Regions from separate parts of the Mus musculus genome. Here region 1 is linked to region 2. The links are chromatin contacts, called in public promoter capture Hi-C maps. All regions are on one chromosome and are shown on one strand. Each heading gives the region's core, a stretch centred on a gene start, on an enhancer-like site or on the middle of the called end of the contact. The rest is flanking DNA. Distances are from core to core; before and after follow the strand shown. Region 1 has its middle 22 kb from the start of Gm33852. Region 2 holds the start of Pkhd1l1 (polycystic kidney and hepatic disease 1-like 1).

What was found. Promoter capture Hi-C pulls out the DNA fragments that hold promoters and counts their contacts.
Region 1: a contact with region 2 is called in a promoter capture Hi-C map of the C10 cell line. The contact joins the enhancer-like site here to the promoter of Pkhd1l1 in region 2. A contact is called at or near these places in 14 of 39 promoter capture datasets (the C10 cell line, the HPC-7 cell line, cranial neural crest and 7 more), 1 of 15 datasets of contacts at CTCF or cohesin (the NIH/3T3 cell line), 79 of 484 Hi-C or Micro-C datasets (the 3T3-L1 cell line, 3T3-L1-derived adipocytes, the AML12 cell line and 42 more), 5 of 115 datasets of contacts at active chromatin or transcription factors (embryonic basal ganglia, embryonic forebrain, embryonic hindbrain and 2 more) and 1 of 9 other capture datasets (embryonic stem cells).

What each region holds. Positions count from the first base shown.
Region 1 is chr15:44,813,316-44,816,015 of GRCm38.p6, reverse strand. No RefSeq gene overlaps it. Among named protein-coding and RNA genes, the nearest start is that of Gm33852, 22 kb to the left of the region's middle. Within about 2 kb of position 1,370, at least 3 of the 459 cell types and tissues checked have an H3K27ac peak or open chromatin away from gene starts, as enhancers often do.
Region 2 is chr15:44,456,073-44,458,772 of GRCm38.p6, reverse strand. Pkhd1l1 (polycystic kidney and hepatic disease 1-like 1) reads right to left here and starts at 1,320. Exons shown (of 78, transcript NM_138674.3): 1 at 1,148-1,320. The coding sequence starts at 1,220.

The DNA.
Region 1 (2,700 bases), core at 121-2,620, 360 kb before region 2:
AGGCCTCGTCTCTTTTCTCATGTATTATTGAAGAGCCTACACCATTCTGCATACACACAAAAATAATCATATTAGTCCAATTGGATTAGTTCAATGCATATCATTTGTAAAGCCCTTGGGGGGAAATGGCGAATACTTTCCTTTGTTTTGAGAAAATCTGATTGAAGCAGATCATACATATGTTTGCAAGGGATAAAGAACCAGATTAATTTAAATAGGGAAAGCTACAGGGAGCATTAGTCATAGGCATTATTTTGCTAACAAAGGCTACCAGAAAAAAAAATTAAATAAAAATCATTGATGGGTAGCTATGATGCATTAAAATATTCCCTAATTGACAGTTCTTACATAATAAATCCTAAAGTAAATTTATTTACAAAATCAGACTCTATTCTAACATTTACTAATACTGAATCCCATGGTAAATTTGGTTATAAAATGAAGCTCTAATGTGAGAAAAATATAAAGCAGAATAAAATATAGGATAAAATTAGTACAGAATAAAATATAGGACAAAATTAGTACAATGAATTATACAAAATATGCAGACTATTCTGACATTTCTTTTGTTTGCAATGTTTTAAATTAAATCTTAAATTTTGTATTTGTTGTTAAGTTAACCTCTAAAAATATAATATTGTTATCAGAGCTGTGCAAGAACTATAGAATATTCATTTGCTGAGTCATGGTCCAAGCCTGACCACTCTTACTACATAGAAATGTTTGTTATAGTGCTTTTATTATAATTGCATTCACACACACTTCAAATCTTCATGAAAAAAAAGTATTCTTTATTAAAGTTCCATGTCCCATTTTAAGTCATTTTCCCAGGAACACAGATAAAGAATATTTTTCACCCTATTTAACCAGGAAACAAAATATTGCTCAATCCCAAGATGGGAAGACAATAGATTTCCATCTATTCTGAATGACATTTTTAAAATCTCTGTTCCCTATGCCTTCCAAATACACATTGCTCACCACATGAAAGAAAGGGATCAGAAAGAAATAAAGGATTGAAGGGAGAAATTTGAGGCAGGATGACAGGCTCATTAAAATGTGCAGAAAGCATCTCCAACTCCCTGGAGAATGCTGCCATCATGAAATAATCGCAGATGAATGTGGAAACAGTGGACTCTGGCAGGCGCCTTATATTGCACCCAAGAAGTTGGTGATTATATCCTAGAAATGTGACCCTATGAAAGGCCGGCTTCTTTGTTGCTTAATAGAGTTCACAGAAAATGCTTGTCTCTAAAATGAGATTTCTCCCATATTCACTGTGCAGCATGGACGTCTTGACAGGATGAGTAGGGGGCCGTTTCTTCTAATCAAGGGGGGCACATAAACCCCTGGGGGTGGAAGATTGCAAGCAATCAAGATCAACAGTTACAGCAAAAGCCATTGCCTTCTGCTCCATTGTCAAGTGGGCATAAAGCAAGGGTGAGAGAGGCTGCTGGAACTTGGTAGAATGAGGGATAATAGATCAGATGGAGCCATTTGTCTTAGTAATTATCCCATTTCAGTCACCAAGGGTCTGGGAAGTAGTCCCTCGCTGCCTGGGTAGCCTATTTATGTAGCATGTTTATCCCGTAATTAAAATCCCCATTTTCTCATCCAGTTAGTTCAAAAATATGAATATTTTATTATGAAAACACAATCAAGGGTTTCTAAATTGTATGGAATACGGTGTCTTGCCTCTTGGTGCAGCTGAAAAACAGCAAAGGCAGTGTAGGTGAAACTAGCCAGGTCAAGGCTGCACCGTAAGAGGTCTTTGGAAAAATGTCTCTCATTCAGTTTCCAAAATGGGGATATATTCCCAAGCCTCATGGTCTCTGATTTAAATATTGTTTGCTTATATTTTTAAATAATACTAAAATAGTAGAAAATCAGACTGTAATTTCTTTAATTTTTGGTAAATTACATATTTAAATGTGTATGCATAAACACACACACTCCAAATAACAAAGTATTATTATCGTATTTATGAGGCCCTAAGTTAATTCCAAGCGTGTGTGTGTGTGTATGTGTGTGTGTTTAATACATGCATATGTGTATTCACTTATTACTATAGGTTACTTAATCTTTAAGTTATATATATACATATATATATATATATATAAAATAAATGATTAGAAAAGTAGTTCAGTATTAATACTGGCTACATTTATAACAGGGTCAGTAAATGTGGAATTAGGAACACAGCTAAATAATCAAGTATTTACCTTGCATTTATGAAGCCCTAAGTTCAATTCCAAGTATGTAGTGTGGTATATATGTGTGTGAATAATACATACATGTGTGCATTCACTTAGTATTCAGATAGGCTAATCATTAAAATATGTTTTAACCATGGTTATTCTGAAGCTGGACTTGCCTACAGCTGTAGAATGCAGCTAAATCCCAAATAAGGTAACTAAAGAGGAATTGCAAAATGAAGCTTTAGCAGTGAGGGTTCTACCATATCCAAAGGTTCTCTGAAGCTAGGCTTAGAATGCTGAAAGACTGGGATGGAGAGACATCCCTATGTTGTAGTTTGCATGTGAAAGTTCATGTGCTAAAGGCTCAGTCTCTAGCTTGGCAGCAGTATCTGAGAAGTGATGGAAATCTTTAAGAAGTGAAGCCCAGGTGCCCCTCTCTTTCTCAAGGATCACACATCTTTCTTTCTTTTGATGTGGCTTACTTTCTTTCAATGACTTTCTT
Region 2 (2,700 bases), core at 71-2,570:
ATATTTCTGGGACCACTCTGGTTTCTAGAATGGAATTCCTCCACTGCATCTTGAAGGGCAAATATGGATGAGTTAGCCTTGGTCTACCATTCAGAAATAGAAGGGAGGCTCTAATAGAAGTTACTAGACCAGCGAGGCAAAGCCAGCAGCTTCTTTGGAGAATTGTACATAATTCTTGAACATGGCTAGGAAATACGATGCACAGTGGCTAGAGGTGTTTTATTTTCTGCCTAGAGTGTATAGAGGCAATTGTAATAGACGCAAAAACAATTTATTAGAGTAAGTACAAAACATTAAGGCACAAAGAACAGCCCCAAAGATTATTGTTTGAAACGGATCTCTGAGAAAAGGTGAAGGAACTTCTGACTGGGTAGTTCATTGCTGTCTGAAAACGTGTAGCATGGTCTGTGGCAGCCACAGCTCCTCAGCAGAACGGAGGCTTCCGCGCCCGGACCCAACGCCTGCGAGCTTCAGGTTAGCATTGATCTTGAGTTTACAGTGTGTTGCAGTATGTGCCTACTTGCAGTCCCTGCCCCCGAGAGCCAAGAGAGGATCTATCTGCAGGGAGCTGGATCCCATCTCCAGACATTGCAGCCTCTCCTATCTCAAGTTCATCCTCTCCTTATCTCAGCACACAACTCCAATTTCTTATCACGTTCTCCCCAGCCCTCTCCTGGGGTTTGCTTTGAAGACACTGGGCAGCTTACCCTGGAAGTGACAGACACCCGCCACAACACAACCTGACCTCCTGGGAAGAGCTTTCCCTTCTGCTGAGAAAGAGACACAAGGAGAGCAAGAAGAACGGGGTGGGGGTGGGGGGTAGGGGGGGTGTTCAGGTGGTAAAATTATGCCGCTCTGGAGGGGGGTGAGAAACTTCCTCAGTTCAACCCCAGCATTGATCAACAATTATGAGGGAGGTTTCTCGAGCTAGCCCTACTTGTACTGGTGTCTTTCTCTGGGTTCCAACCTCTGTTTCAGACTTTCTCGGTACTGTCTCTGTATGAGTCAGAAGGCTGTTGCCGACCTTCCAGGACCCTAGGTTCCCAGAAGGGCGTCTGCCCAGGGCAGATGGCAGGTGGTCTCCCCTCCCTGTGACCAGTAGAGCAGGGTCTCAGGATTGGCTCCCGACCTTCCCCCACTGCGTTACCTTTGTGGGAATCTGCTGCACACCAAAGCAGCCCAAAGAGAAACCAGGTCCCTGAGAGCCACAGGTGTCCCATCGCAGAGCTGGTGCTGCGGAGTCTGCAGCAGCCGCTTGATTGCAGAAGTCGCCCGAGCTGAAGCTTGCTTGGCTCTGGGAGCTGCTCCAGCGTGGGGACTCACCCCAGAAGCCAGGGCGAACCTGGCTGCCAGAGACCTGCCCCGCCCCCAGCTCGTCCGCGGTGTGTCTGGGATTTCACAGATACAGACATACACCACACACACACACACACACACACACACACACACACACACACACACACACAGAGAGAGAGAGAGAGAGAGAGAGAGAGAGAGAGAGAGAGAGAGAGAGAGAGAGATCTCCCACCTTTATTTTCCTTCTTTTAAATTCTAGAACTATATATTTTTATTTGCCGGTCTACCGTTCTCATTAATTGCCTTAGATTAATTATAAGACCACCTAATACATGAACCCCATTCACTTTCCTTCACACAGGATCGTTCTATCCCTTCAGTTGACAAAGATAAAAATAAAACTTTATCTGATAGCTGGAAGTTTCCCAAACACCATGTCCGTGGCAAAGCAGACATAAATGACAGCCACTGATGCTTTCCTTGCTAGCACTAGTCCAGCTGTCCCAGTAGACTGAAGCACAGTGACATTCAGGGAGTGAGAGCTTAGCAGTGTGTCTGAAGCTAGTATTCTTACTCTTGTCAGAGCCTTAGGTGGTACATCTCTGGAGAGAGCTTGCTGGGGGAACAGGGTACGGTCATGGTGTCCATAAGGGTGCCAGGTAGCAGAAGAATGAGAAACAGCGGTTCCCAATTGTGGACTGTGAGGTTCTCATGCCTACTGAATGTTCCCCAAGGTGATTCCTTAGTCTTTGACTGTCCCCCTCCTCCTTCTACTCCACACACCCTAATTGTCAAGGTACTTTGTTCTTACAGGATGCATAGGAGAGCTGAATAACAATCAAGTACTAACATCAGGGTGGAAGTGTTTAGCTAGGTGTCCTTCGGGGGCTTGTGGGAAGCGGGGATGCTCATGCAGGCTGAAGCATTTAGGGCCCCACCGTCATGATTAACAATTAACCTCACATGTTTGACCAAAGAAAAGGTGTGAAATCAAATGTGAAAGATCATTAAATAAAACCTAGAATTTTAAATAATTTCAGAATGCATGCATCCATATACCCATATGCTTTTCATTTTTCTGTAATTTTAAAAATTTTCCCAGAACATTTAGAATTCTTTGTTCATCCTTTCACCTTTCTCTCTTGTAGGAAGAAATACTTTTCTTCCATGACATGCCATCCTCCTCTTGTGCACTCTCGGCAACTCTTGCCGTTATCATTTCACCAACATCCCTTTTACCTCATTACCTCATTCCAACGAGCCTCCTCTCCTCTTGCCCACTTTTCCTAGAAATAAACACAGTGTTCATTATGTAAATAATAAGAACAATGTGTGTGAATACACACACACATGTGTATGTGTGTGTGTGTGTGTGTGTGTGTGTGTGTGTGTGTATGTGTGTGT